Linked DNA regions of Macaca mulatta: region 1 is linked to region 2. The links are chromatin contacts, called in public Hi-C maps. All regions are on one chromosome and are shown on one strand. The core of a region is the stretch at or near the end of the contact, and the rest is flanking DNA. Distances in the headings are between cores, read along the strand shown. Region 1 holds the start of PDCD4 (programmed cell death 4). Region 2 overlaps RBM20 (RNA binding motif protein 20).

Evidence for each region. Hi-C and Micro-C count contacts between places; a contact is called where the count stands out from the background.
Region 1: a contact with region 2 is called in a Hi-C map of CD4 T cells, with 2.1 times the contacts expected there. The contact joins the promoter of PDCD4 here to the enhancer-like site in region 2. A contact is called at or near these places in 5 of 14 Hi-C or Micro-C datasets (CD4 T cells, cortical neurons, fetal cortex germinal zone and 2 more).

The regions. Positions count from the first base shown.
Region 1 is chr9:123,048,968-123,056,027 of T2T-MMU8v2.0, reverse strand. PDCD4 (programmed cell death 4) reads right to left here and starts at 1,505. Exons shown (of 12, transcript NM_001257846.1): 1 at 1,388-1,505.
Region 2 is chr9:122,980,347-122,988,281 of T2T-MMU8v2.0, reverse strand. It overlaps RBM20 (RNA binding motif protein 20), which reads right to left. Exons shown (of 14, transcript XM_001087170.5): 6 at 6,997-7,137; 7 at 4,744-4,875. Among named protein-coding and RNA genes, the nearest start is that of PDCD4, 70 kb to the left of the region's middle. Within about 2 kb of position 1,826, at least 9 of the 40 cell types and tissues checked have an H3K27ac peak or open chromatin away from gene starts, as enhancers often do. A contact at or near this core is called in CD4 T cells, where this site is marked.

The DNA of each region.
Region 1 (7,060 bases), core at 256-2,755, 68 kb before region 2:
TTGCTCTGGCATTTTGGGGAGTCAAGCTTTGGCCATTTATTAACTAGGATTACTTGTATTCATTCTCCGGCTACAAACAGCTAATTAGCAGCTTAAAACCAGCTAAAAGCATTCTACTACAGTAATGCAAAAGTGAGCACTACAGATAATATTCAAGTGGCATTTATTTTTGCAGTCCTAACAATTATTTTTCCTTTCACATTAGTACCACAGAAAAAGCCAATCAATTATAATTCCAAGACACTTACTGAAATATTAAGGTATTCAATAAGCCTATAATGAAGGAATATTAAGGGTATAAATGCCAGTAACTCCTTGCTTAAAAAGCACTTGGTGGTTTCCCAAAAAAAGTCACGTTATCAAAATCATAAAAATTAAAGTAAAAATACAAGTTAAAAAACAAGGGAAACCCTTTTTTGCCAGACATGTAGTCGCATTTCTGATCGTTTTCATCATTTGTAGACACTACACAGTCGCTGGCTAGGTAGCGAGTTCTCACAAGGGGTAGGTGGGCGACATTGACGTCTGCAGACAGTTTTGAAGCTCTTGCAAAACTCCATGTACGTTACAGCATCAAACTGACAAATGCAGCAGACGGCATGCGTTTCACAGAAAGGGGGCTCCCTTCCCAGCTTTGTTTTCTCTGGGAGATTATATTTTACCTGAACTAAAAAAAAAGAGACCCTTTGCCGGAGGACTGGCTCGGCGAAGTTCGCGCGGGGCTCGGGCGGCGGGCACGTGTTCGCCTCCTAGGGCCCCCCCAGTGAGGCTAGCGCGCGGTCCCTCCCCACAGCGGCCGGACCCTTTCTCCCGCAGCGGGCTCAGGCCAGGACCCCCGAAGTCCCCAGCCCGGGTCGGCCCCCGGAAGGGGCTGGGCCGGGGCCAGGAACGGAGCTCCAGGGTCACGCCGAGCAGGGGGGCGCATCTTCAGAGAATTCCCAGGGAGAGCAGGGGGCGGGGAGGGCGCGAATCTTCCTCACAGGATTTCAGTCCAGCCGGAAACACGCCTTCCAATCCCGGCCCCTGAATTCAACCTCCGCCAGAGCGGGAGGGGGGTTGAGGGAGACCTTCGAGGGCAAGCGTCCCGCGCGCCCCTCTCAGTGGGAAGAGGGCTCCGGGAGGGGGCGGGCCCGCGCCACCACGCTCCAGGCTGGGCCCAGAAAGAGGGAACCGGGCCGGCTGCGCGCAGTCCGGGGCGTTGGGGCGGGCGCGGCTGGACCTATGGGGCTACGAGGAGGCAGCCGGGGCCCCGCACCGCTGGCCCGGACCTGACAGGGCCGCGGCCCCCACGCCCCCGCCCCCTCCCATCGTGCGGCTGCCTCCGAGGGGGGATGGGGGAGAGGGCGCAGTCTTCCCGAGCGTGTGAGCCGCGCCTACTGGTACTGACCCCTCCGGCCCCTGCCGCTGCTCGCCCAGGTCCCTGGTCAGCCGGCCCCGACCCCGCTCTTCTGGCTCTGCCGCCGCCTCGGAGAGTCTCTGGCCCCTCTCGCTCTGTTTGTTTTTGTTTTCTTCTACCCAGTAACACGGGGGCGAGAGGGCGGCGCTTATTGGCCAAGGCCGGGTGGTCGGCTGGCCAATCGTGGCGGTGGAGCCGGAGCTGAGGCGGAAAGGGGAGAGGAGTGAAACGTGGAAAGTTGGGGAGGGGCGCGGAGGGCGCATGCGCTTGTGGTTCCTGGGACTGGCTGGAGCGGGAGCGGAGCGGGAAGCCAGGGTGGGGGTGTGTTGGGAAGCGTGGCGAGATGGGAGCGTCGGGAAAAGGGCAGTGCTGGGGGATGGGAACGAGGATGAAGCTGCCTAGTCCCAGCTCACCCATTCTCCTCACAGGGCGTTCTGCAAACTGGGCTGAAGCACAGGTTTTGAGCTTCCTGACGTCGCTGCCTCCATTTCTAGACACTCAGGCGAACACTCCAAGTGATCAGCCTGCCCGATTCCTCCTCCCTCTGGCCCCTGCTTTCTCCATGACTTCTAGTTTCTGCAGATCTCATGCTAAGAAGTTTCTCTCAGCGAATCCCCTCAAACCTTTGAGATAGAAATAATTCCCATTTCACAGATATAAAACAGGCCCCAAAACTCTTTGAAGTCCCTTTGCTAATCATGACTTGCCAAGCCTCTGGCGTTCAAACGCACTAATTCCGGACTCCGGTGCTGGGAATCTCAGCCATGGCTACAATTTCTCTATTGAAACTTCCACCTCCCCTCGCTGTTCTCTCTGACTTTTCCTCTTGGCTGCATTCGTTTTGCCTGGTCCTGTCCTTATTTCAACGTCACGGTCCCCTGAGGGTGATAACCAGAACCTTATGCTTCCTCTGTGCTCCCAGGAGGGGACTTAGCCACTACCTCTCATAAGATTTTTCAGTTGTCTGATGGGCAGCACCTGAATGATTGCTTGGTCCCTCCAGAACCCAACTGCCTCATCCCGCGCAGGCCAGCGCCTTCCCTTGGCTGCCCAGTCACCCTGCCTGGGAATCATCTCTAATGCTGCTATTTCTCTGCACACGCGCGCGCGCGCGCGCACGCACACACACACACACAAACCTTCACTGGCTTCCCACTGCCTCTCTTGAGTGTCAGCGCCACGGTCGGTCGTTCAAGGCTCCACAATGTGACTTAAAGACTTTCAAGCTGTGTCTCCACACATATCCCTATATGCCTCCTCAACCCCTGGTAATTCTTTATATATCACCTTGAAATGTCTCTCTTCTCATCTCCTATCTCTGCCTGGTGCAATCCTTCTGTGCCTCATGGCCCTCCCTAGTAGTTTTTTATTTTGTTGTTGTTGTTGTTTTATTTAATTGAGGCAGGGGCTTGCCCTGTAGCCCAGGAGAATGCAGTGGCATGATCACAGCTCACTGCTGTCTCGACCTCCCTCAACCTCCCTGGTTCAAGCGATCCTCTCACCTCAGCCTCCTGAGTAACTGGGACTACAGGTGCCCCTCACTATGCCTAGCTAATTTTTGTATTTTCTGTATGCACGGGGTTTCATCATGTCGTCCAGGCTGGTCTTGAACTCCTGGGCTCAAGCAATCAGCCCACCTGAGCCTCCCAAAGCGTTGAGATTACAAGCGTGAGCCACCATTCCTGGACGCTGGTAGTTTTTCTGGAGCCTCGTGATTTGATATGATCTTCCTGCCCCTGGTTCTTCACCGTATTGGCTTGTCACACCTCCAGAGGCACTGATCACATTCTACCTGGCATTATTTTATCTGAGTCCCTGTCTAGCCCTTCTGCCCATTAGACTGTAACCTTGTTTAGGGGAAGACCTGTGTCTTACTCATCTGGGTTTTGTTGTTGTTGTTGAGACAGGGTCTTGCCCTGTTGCCCAGGCTGGAAAGCAGTGGTGCAATCTCTGCGCACTGCAGCCTGGACCTATCGGGCTTCAGCCATCCTCCCACCTCAGCCTTCCAAGTAGCTGAGACTACAGGCGTGTGCCACAACACCCAGCTAGTTTTTTGTACTTTCAGTGGAGACGGGGTTTTGCCATGTTGCCTAGGCTTCTCTTGAATTCCTGAGCTCAAGGGATCTGCCTGCCTCGGCCTCCCAAAGTGCTGGGATTACAGGCGTGAGCCACTGTGCATGACCCACTCACCCGTTATTGTAGTACTTAAGATACCTTGTTCATTTATTGTGCCTGTGCAAAATACACCTTGATTTGAGTTTACAAAGATTCTCAGCAGTTGGTGGTCATCCTCATCTCCTGGGCAGTGGCCTCCTGGCCTGGCCAGTATCTGAATTAGTCTCATAATTCATGTTCACTTTTTAAAATCAGAGCTTCCCAGACCTCAGTTTGTTTTTTTCCATTATCTGCAGCTGTCTCCTTTCCCCTCTCTCACCTATACTCTACTGATCAGTGACGGCTGGTCCTTTGTTACCATCCTTCTCTTTCTCCACATTTTTTCTCTTCTCATTCCTTTCAGTTCCCAACCCTTTCCTTCTTCCTCCCTGTCTTCCATTTAGTCATTCATTGAATGTACTTACTCAGCACCTATAGCATAATCAGGCTGTGTTGGATAAGCATCCCAAGATCTATGAGATAAGGAAAGAATGGAATATGATTACCAATTTTACAAAGCATCTAAAACAACCTGTTATGTTTTAGCAAATTGCCCCCAAAGGACCCATTAGGGAGGAAAATGTTCGTGTCCTTTTTGCATATTATCTCAAGCAGTACCCATGATGGCTGGGGGCGGATCATGGGGATCCCAGAACCCACCTTTGAGAATGCTGCCATATTTGCGTGTGGTTGACAAGGTTGGGCCAGACACTCAGGAAATGGGGTTGTAGCCCTACCTCCCCCACTAACTTCCTGTAAGAACTTCAGTCCCTCTCAGGACCTTTTTCTTTACCAATAAAATTCAGAAATTGGGCTCAATCACTAATTCCCAAAGTATTTTCCAAAGAACACGAATTTTGTGGAACTTTGATATCATGCAAAAAAAATGCGGGAGGGATTGTTCCATGGTCAAATGCTCTTGGAAATAACTCGTTTAAACAAAGATAAAACTGTTTCTTTACCCACAACTCTTCTCAGTGTTTTGTTTGTTTGTTTTTTGAGATGGAGTTTTGCTCTTGTCGCCCAGGCTGGAGTGCAATGGCACTATCTTGGCTCACTACAACCTCTGCCTTCCGGGTTCAAGTGATTCTCCTGCCTCAGCCTCCCCAGTAGCTGGGATTCTAGGCGCCTGCCACCACGCCTGGCTAATTTTTACATTTTTAGTAGAGATGGGGTTTCACCATGTTGGCCAGGCTGGTCTCGAACTCCTGATCTCAAGTGATCTGCCCGCCTCGGCCTCCCAAAGTGCTGGGATTACAGGCATGAGCCACCGTGCCCGGCCTTCTCAGTGTTTTTAATAAACTATGTGCCTTTAGCATCTTGGGAGACCAAGGTAGGAAGATTAGTAATGCTTCCTACCTTGTTTGAACACAGAACATTTTTTTCTCAAGATACCCCAGAAGCAGTGTTACTTAGAAACCAACTTGGGAAATATGGATGATAGCCACTATCACCAACATTCCTTCCAACTGTGTTGAACACTAGTCACCTGTGCCTTTGCAGCTAAACATTTAAAAAAAAAAAAATGTTTTTAAGAATAAGCTGAAAATAGAAAAGTATCCAAGTGCCAAGAATTTTTGCCTACCAAATCAATCCAGAAATATTTTGGTGTGTGCCTATTCTGTGAAAAGCACAGTTGATTCAGCTATGTTCTTGGTAAAAGGCATTGTACTACTTTAGGGTAGGTAATATCTGAAGCCTAGAGCTGCCCAGGCTTCTGGGCCACAACGTACATTTTCATTTCACGTTGTAATTGTCACAAACTAGGTTTCTGTTACCTGAATCCCTGTGCCTATGGGCTTATGTTAATTTAGCTATTAGATGACAGAAAAGGAGAGGGTCCTTCCCCTGAACTCACTCTATACAGAATAATGGAATTGCAACTTCCATTTCCCTTGAGAATGATTCATTCCAAGAGTTTAGGAGAGGAAGGGAGATCACAGTTGCCCAGAACAAGACAGCTGTTCAGAGATGGCAACAGAAGCTCTGTGCTGTGTGAGCAGATAAACGTTATATACCTCATTTTCCCGTACTACTCAGGCTTAAGCAATATTGAGATACTTGGAGGGGTGCAAGTGTTTGGTTTTGTTAGGGGAGAGGGTGGGAGATAGTTTCTATTTTTTGCCTCTCAAGACAAGGTAGTGACCCTGTCCCTAACTAGCTGTGTTGCTTTGGGTGTTTCCCTTCCTCTCCCTGGGTGAATTGAATGCTTCGATTTTCTGTGCTGTAAAAGAAGGAGGTGCCCACCGCAGGGAGTTCATAAGCAGTCATTCAGTTCTAATACCGTGGGATGCTGAGCAAGGTACTGAGTTGGTACCATGGGAGTCCTGGGAATGGAGAACAAGAGATAAGAGTTTGCTGACTGGGTGCGGTGGCTCATGCCTGTAATCCCAGCACTTTAGGAGGCTAAGGTGGGAGGATCATTTGAGGCCAGGAGTTCAAGACCAGCCTGACCAACACGATGAAACCCCATCTCTACTAAAAATACAAAAAAAAAAAAAAAAATAGCTGGGCATGGTGGTGCATGCCTGTAGTCCCAGCTATTCGGGAGGCTGAGGCAGGAGAATCTCTTGAACCCAGGAGGCGAAGGTTGCAGTGAGCTGAGAGCGCTATTGCACTCCAGCCTGGGCGACAGAGAGAGACTCCACCTCAAAACAAACAAAGAAAGGAGTTTGCCACTGTTGGCAGGAGAGGATTCCACTGGGTGTGGACAGAGGGACTGTCAACCCAGGGGCTTTCTCCTAATGCACAGCTCAGATAATATCACCTCCCTCCATCCCAAAGGCAAAGTGATGGCTGGTGTGGGTTTAGGAGCACTAATGAATGAATTTGGGTAAAGTACTTGAAAATGCACAGTTGAAGGCAAAAGATAAGCACCTAGATTTACTATTATTGCCTTTGGAACTCTCCAAGGCTTTTTCATTCTTTGGGTAAAGTCTTATTTGAGAGTTCTGTTTCTTAATAAGCAACATTCATGCCCCTAAGTGAAATTGAGAAGAATTTGTCTTTCTGGGGAGTAAGAGTAGGTCTTAGCCCACTTGCTTCCTAAGAAATTTTAGATGCTGCTGCCATTTGCAGCAACTTCATCTACCTGAACTGATGTCTCGTCTCCTTTTGTCAAACCAAAGCCTGAATTTTGAGAATTCCTGTAAGGCGGAAATTGCACTTTAGCACAAATGGTAAAAGACATAAAACATGTTTTGAAGAGAGAGCTGCATAAAGAATACTTATAATAATGATGACAGCTGACACTTGTGTTGCCTTAAGGTTTACTGCGCACATTTGCATAGACTTACCACCTCCCTATGAAGTGGACAAGATTCTGTGCTTTAAACAGGAGGGAAATAATGAAACTTGAGCAGGTCACTGGTAATCATGGGACTTTTATCCTGAAAGGAAATTTGGGGATTCCGTAGTCCAAATCTTTTATTTTACAAATGAAGAAACAGACCCGGAGAAGTTAAGTGAGTCACCTACAGCCACACAGCTAAGTTAGTAGCTGAGCCAGAA
Region 2 (7,935 bases), core at 577-3,076:
CTTTTTATTGTTCCTTCAGATTTTCTCTTTCTTATTCATTTTGCATATTTATTAAACATCTATCAAGGGAAAGGTTCTGCCTCAAATAAGCTGAGGAACAGAACCTTTGCCACAGGAAGTATATGGGGAGATAAGATAGGTGCATGAGGAAATATTCAAGAGAGGAAATGAAAAATACCTTAAAATCTCTCCTTTCTCTCCCTATACTTTGCCTGGTGAGCAAAAGATACAGTTAGAGGAGAAAGAGCAATCAGAATTTCTCTCCACCTCTGCAAACCCTGGTGGGACCTCACATGCAGCCCCTTTGGCCCAGAGAAACACAGGGATACAGTGTTTGCCCTGTACCTTCCCAGTAGCCACTGTCCTTCCTCCTGATAGCAGCTGTTCCTCCCTCATCTTGCTCCAGAGCTCTGGGTGGGTCTCTGCCCCAGCTCTGAGGATGTAGCAGATGACACAGGTCCAGCCAATCACAGAATGACCTAGCCCTGGCCTGAGATCAATTTAGGGATGTGCCCCTGTGCTAAGCTAGTCCAGTCAGAGCTACTTTCTCAAAAGTCTCAGGACTTTTGTGGGAGCTTCTAGGAAAAAAACTCTTGGCTTTTCTTGTTGAAGGAAATGGAAGGGGGAGTAAGAACTGCTGAGGTCACTGTAGCTATCATGCCACCTAGAGGAGAGAGCCTGGGCTGCAACGGCCCACCCCAGGGAGCCCCCAGTAAACAAGGCCAAAAGAGCAGAAGGCAGAGTGGAGAGAAACCAAGTCCTAATGAGGGTCTCTGGGTCCTGAATCCAGCCGTATCTGCAGCCAGAGCTACTCCTGGACTTTTCATTTACATGAATCCATAAATTCTTTCTTTTTTTTTTTTTTTACTTAAGCCAACAGGCTTAATGGAGATGAATTTCTGTTACTTGCAGAGAGAGATTCATATCAACATAGGGACCATAAAGCATGCATTACTATGTAGTTGAAACATACATTAAGTTGTTTTCACATCTATGATTCCATGCGACCTTCACAATGACCTTAAGAGGGAATATGGCAGCTTGGGGAGCAGAAAAGCCCTACTAAAGATCAGAAAACAATGTGTTCTGGGCCCTTTCCATTCAAACTATGCTCCGAGGACCACCAGCAGCAGCATCTCTTGGGACCTTGTTAAAAATACGCAATAACAGCACTACCCTAGACACGCTGAATCAAAGTGCGTTTTAACAACATCACTGAGTGATTTGTAGCACACTGAAGCTCGAGAAGCTCTGTTATAATACTATCTCTGCTGCTTCTTGGCTGGGTGACTATAAGCAAATTACGTGATTTCTCAGGGTTTTTTTCATGCAGACAACAGAGATCATAATAACACACTATAACAATGCAGCTTTAGTGCAAAACCAAAACAGTACTAAGTTTTAATCATAGCTCTTCCAGTAGCTAAATACAATCCTGGGCAACTTACTGAACTTCTATTAGCTTCAGATACCTCATCTGTAAAACTGAGATAATAATAGCTGTCTAACAGGACTGATGTCAGGATTAAATAATGTATGTAAAGTGCTTGGTACATTACTTGCTCCAGAGTACCAGGACTCAATTAAAGGTATATATTATTGTTATTGTTTTACTCTTATAATTACTGCTATTATCCACCCTACACACCTCACAGGGTATGGTGAATTATGAGACTCAAAAGATAATATATGAAAAAAATGCTTAAAGCCAAATTACTCAAAGTATAGTCCTTTCCTGATCTGTAAACTGAGGTTCACAGAGGTTAAGCAACTCTTCTAAACTCACCAAAGCAGGAAGTGGTAGAGCCCAGGCTGACATCACCATCTTCCAATCTGGGATAGGTCACATGGTTGTCAGTGGTTCTTTGTTTATTTGCTTTTACTCCCACCAGACTGAGCTCCTCGCCCGCTTGCTACTTCTACCTCCATGGCACCTGGCCCAGTTCCACCCACGGTGAGCACTCAGTGCACATTTGCTGAAAGCAAAACTTGACCATCTGACCTCTTTAACCCGTGTTTTTTGCACCACCCCAAACTATCTCCCTCAGGAAGGTATTACTATGCTTTGGTACTTTAATTTAAGAAACCGATTACTGCCGTTAATCTTAATCAGAAACTTATGACAACCTCTCATTTGGAGACCAAAGTTCCACTGGGAACTTAGTGTAGAAATTCAATTCTAGCCCCGAGGGGGAGAATCCAGGAGAACAGGAACTTTGGCTGGATACAGAATGGGGTGGGATCCTTACTTGTCTGAAAGAAGCAATATACTTTCATTGGCGGGGGGAAAAAAAAGCCAAGTTCTGCCGGAAGGAGAACTGTTAGCGAAGGAACTTTAGAGGCAATGATGCAAGCAAAGCAGATTCAGGACTCTGGAAGCTGGTTGACACAGTACCCATCTACATATGGAGACTTGTCAGAATGCCAGTCCTAGCCACTGAGCCTTTGTCTTCTGACTTCAACCTTGAAGGTGGATTAAGGCCTGTGGGTCTTGGACAAAATGGATCCTAAGTCAATGTGGAATGAGCTAAAGTGAACAGGAAAATCCCTATTAAATGGAACAGTAGAAAGTACAAAATAAGAGGGTAGATTTAAACACAAATATAGCAATAATTACAAGAAATCCAAATAGACTTGGTGCTCCAGTTAAGAGAACTCCTGCAAACCAATAAGAAGACACAATGCAAAAGAAAAGCATGGGCAAATGACTTGAAAAGAAACATCCCATCAAAGAAGATCCAGATGGAACAGCCAACAAACAATGAAAAAGTGCTCAACTTCCATGCACAATTAGGAGGATAAAATACAAAACTGTGATAAACCAGCCAGGTGCAGTGGCTCACACCTGTAATCCCAGCACTTTGGGAGGCCGAGGTGGGTGGATCATGAGGTCAGGACATTGAGACCATCCTGGCCAACATGGTGAAACCCTGTCTCTATTAAAATACAAAAAAAAAAAAAAAAAAAAAAAAAAAGCCAGGTGTGGTGGTGTATGCTTGTAGTCCCAGCTACTCGGAGGTGAGGCAGGAGAATCGCTTGAACCTGGGAGGTGGAGATTGCAGTGAGCGGAGATCGCACCACTGCACTCCAGTCTGGTAACAGAGCAAGATTCCGTCTCAAAAACAAAACAAAACAAAACTCTGATAAACCATGATACTCTCCAAGATAGGCAAAAATTTAAGAGTTGGACAAGACAATGTGTTAGCAAGAATGTAGATCACTGAAAACTCTTTTTTTTTCTTTTTGAGATAGAATTTCACTCTTGTTGCCCAAGCTGGAGTGCAGTGGCACAATCTCAGCTCGCTGCAACCTCCACCTCCCAGGTTCAAGCAATTCTCCTGCCTCAGCCTCCCGAGTAGCTGGGATTACAGGCGCCTGCCACCATGCCTGGCTAATTTTTGTATTTTTAGTAGAGATGGGGTTTCACCATGTTGGCCAGGCTGGTCTCAAACTCCTGACCTCATGATCTGCCCACCTCAGCCTCCCAAAGTGCTGGGAATACTGGCATAAGCCACCACGCCCAGCCGAAAACTCTAATACACTACTAGGAGGAGTATAAATGTGAGACAACTAATTTTGGAAAGAGCTTGCTGTCATCTAGGAAAGTTGAGGTAAGCATGCCTTATGATGCAGCTATCTCAATCCTAGTTATGTATGTACCTCTAGTTGTCTGCTCAAGTGCATATATACCAGGATGACATGTTTGAGAAGGTTCAGATTAGCCTTGTCCCTAAAACAACTCAAATGTCCATCAACAGTAGAATGGACAAATTGTATAGCCATACAATGGAAATGTATATAACAATGAAAATAAATAGACACACCCAACAACATGGATGGCATCATGTTGAATGAAAGAAGCAAGATCTGTAAGAACACAGCATGATTCCATTTATGTAAAGTTCAAAAACAGGCAAAACTAAACCATGATATTTAGGGAGGCATATACAGGTGGTAGAACTACAAAGAAAAGCACAGATATGATTATCGTTGAAGTCAGGAGAGTAGACAGGGAGGGGTTGAACATGAGGAGGGACTCACAGGAGCTTCTGGGTGTGTCTATATTCTACTTCTTGACTTTGGTGGTGGTTTTATGGGGTTTATGAGATCTCACCCATTATTACTTTTTAAACCGCACAATGTATAATCAGCCATTTTTCTGTGTGTTCTGTTATACTTCACAATAAAACAAAAAAGAAGGGAAAGAAAAGAAAGAAATGTAGATCAGCTAAAACAAAAGCAAACCCTGGTTTGGAACTATTTGAATGCATTCCCGAGTTCTGACAGTGGCCAATTCAGCCAAGGACTGCTTAGAAGGGCTTCTATGAGGCTTAAGACGTAAATATGAAGGAGAGAGAAGAGAGCAAGAGATCAAGGGGGTGACAGAGGAAGAAAAAGTTACTGAAGGTCTGTATAGGTAGAGAAGGTTGTATTCAAGCGTTTATGCCTGGAACTCCCAGAACCTTTCCCTTCTGACTTAGTTCCCCTGTAAACATCTTCTTCTGGAAAACTTTCCTTGGCTCCCAGGTAGACTTAAATGCCTCTTTGCACTTTGTATTTACCTCAAAAGCACTTTTCTTGCCATGCTGCAATGGTTTGCCTCAAGATCCTCAAAGGCAGTGTGTCATTTCTGAATCTTTTCCTATCCTCTCCTTTCCACCAGCATTTAGGTCAGTGCCTAACAAGGAGGAGAAACTCATCTGGTGCTTGTTGAATGACTGAATGAACAAGATAATGCTTTACCTTGAGCTGCAATTCCTTGTATCTCTTGGACATCCGAATGAGCAACTTCTCACCATTGATCACAGCAGATTTTTCTTGATAATACTGGACCATGGCCTGTGCGGCTTCTGTGTAAGCCATCTCTAAAAAGGCCTAAGAAAGAAAGGAAGGACACTCATTGGACTTGACTTTAATGGTCTTAAACAAGATTCAGTACAAGGCATGATTCCATGTCTATGAAGTTCAAAAACAGACAAAACTAATCAATGGTGACAGGAGTTAGCATTGAGCTTCTCTCTCAGGTGGGGATGGGGAACTGATGGAGAAGAAGCATGAAGAAACCTGACATTCTGGAAATGCTCTATATCTTGACCTGGGTGTTAACTATATGGGTGTACACATGTAACTAATGGAATTGTGCATGTAGGATGAGTGTACATTACACACTGTAGAGTATGTGTTTTATACCTCACTTAAAAGGAAAAAAAAAGTCAGTATAAAGAAGAGATCTCTTTGATCCCATCTGTTCAAAGAGACCTTTTTATAAACATCACCAAAAGAGCTCATTATAAGATGGCCCTTTCCTGATCCCCAGGGTTACCAGACATTGTTCTTAATTATGTGTGTCTGTCCCGGGCTACATCATGCCATAGAATCCCTCTGAGATGGGAGAGTTCACTAACCCACATTTCCCTGGAGGGGCAGTTGCATATGTGGCCTTGAGCTGATCCCTATAAAACGTGCTATTTGGTGGTGATGGTGACAGCAAGAGACACAAGCTTTGGTTACTTGAGCTCTTACTTTCCTTATAAAGACAGAAACATATTCAAAATTCAGGAACTCACAAACCCCTGGGCTTGAAGGAAGGCCATGTTGTCGTGAGTTACAGAAAAAGGAAAATTCCCCAATTATGTTTCCACAGCATCTTTCTTCTTTATTTAACTGCTCTGATAAACCACAGAGAAATGGGCTTTTCCACTCAATCTGTGTCTACTGAGAGTTCCAAAGAGACTGTCTTGACTGTGCATCAGTTTACCCCAGTAGCTGGTGTGGTGAATTTGTTGCTGCTATTGTTTCTTGGATTTGTTTGGTTTGTACTATACTGACAATATACTGAGCCTGATTTCTCAGTGCTACAGGGGAAAAGGGGTCAGTGACAGGGAAGCCCTCACTGTGAGCCCCTAACTCTCTCGTTTCCTTAAACTAAATGGTCTAAATAAGCTCATTCCCTTCCTTCTCTCATATTTATTTCTGAATTTCAGATGCACGGCTTTTCTCCATGCTGTCATAGTCTATGACATTAGCGTGGGCGACTAAGAAGTCAAGATTCTTTAGGGTTTTATTTCACATTCTGCCACCCAGCTTTCTAAGTGCCTCTTTCTTGATAAACATTTTAGCACCTCTAGCTCTCACTTGTCAAATGGGAATAATACTAATATAGGGACTCTCACTACATCAATGTTACAAGCTGAATTCTGTGCATTTACCCAAAATAGAATTTCTGAGAAGTAGGAACAGAGACAAGTGAGTAGTCTCACGCCAGGTTGATGGAGAGAGATAGCTGATGACCTGATGTGGCTATGAGTCTCCAAAGTTCAGCCTTCTTTAAGAAAAGAATTTTTCCTATTCCTGTTCCTCTGATTAATAAAGTAAAAATATTCATTAAAAGATAAAATATTCTGATTTTTGACTGTTGGGAGCATAAACTCCCCACCTGACTTTAGAAATGAAGACAAAGGTACTCCATCCCAAAGGGCTCAGTCAACTCCTACAGGTTAAGGATTCTTAGTTCCTTAGATTTACTAAGCATCCATCCATTCTTACACTCCTACTCTCCTGCTGACATCAAGGACCAGGAAAAATACCTAGTCCCAGGTTCTTGGCTGGCTCCAAATCCAGGTCATAAGATAGGATAGGCTTAGAAGATAAGACTATAGCATTAGCTCAGGGGGTTGACAACACAGTGAAGAGATTAAAATCCATAGATTTTTATTTTGGGTGTGCCAATTACCCTTTCTATGTGAATGAGCACCTCATTCCAAAGCACCTCCTCTCACCTCTAGGCAATTCACAAAGGCCTGTATCCATCACTAGAAGGATAGAGTGAAACTAGGGGAAACAAAAAAACAACACCAGCAAAAACGTCTATGCCATGCCAACAGAAGGCCAGCTATGCAACAGCTTTTTATGTTAAGAATGACTTCTTTCAAAAATTATATCGTTCCCTTTCACTAATGTGTGGTATTACACTGGAGTGAAAATACCCAGACCTACCTGATTAGTCGACTTCATGAGGATGTAATTAGTGACCTTTCCGAAGGGCAGCCCCAGGTTAATGACGTCATTCTCAGTGCAGCTTCCTTCAGGGAGATTGCAGATGTGCACCACGCGGCCAGCCCCTTTCCGCTGTGCAAACTAATAGCAACAAGGATCAGTCGCGGTCTTCAGAAGACGGTTCCCTTTTCCCCTCTCTTCCAGACATTCCTAATGGCTATCTTTCCCCCAAACAATGATTGTAAAACTATAATTTACAAAATTAGTGCAGAAAAAATCCATTCACAGACACACATAAAATATCAATTGTATTCTATCTCTTTACAAAAGGATTCATAATATATATATATTTTTTTGAGACGGGGACTCACTCCCATCGCCCAGGCTAGAGGGCAGTGGTGCAAACACGGCTTACTGCAGCCTTGACTTCTGGACTCAGGTGATTCTCCCATCTCAGCCTCCCAAGTAGCTGGGACCACAGGCGTCCACCACCATGTCACAGTAATGTTTTTGTTTTGTTTTGTTTTGTTTTGTTTTGTTTGAGACAGAGTCTCGCTCTGTCGCCCAGGCTAGAGTGAAGTGGCGCAATCTCAGCTCACTGCAAGCTCCGCCTCCTGGGTTCACGCCATTCTCCTGCGTCAGCCTCCCCAGTAGCTGGGACTACAGGCACCCATGACCCGGCTAATTTTTTTGTATTTTTAGTAGAGACGGGGTTTCACCGTGTTAGCCAGGATGATCTTGATCTCTTGACCTCGTGATCTGCCTGCCTCGGCCTCCCATAGTGCTGGAATTACAGGCGTGAGCCCCGCGCCTGGCAATAATGTTTTTTATAAGCAGTAACAACCAGGGCTGTGGAGGATATGAGGAAATGAGCATATCCGTATGTTGCTAGTGGGAGGTTGAGTATCGATAAACTTTTGAGAATACACTTTAGCAATA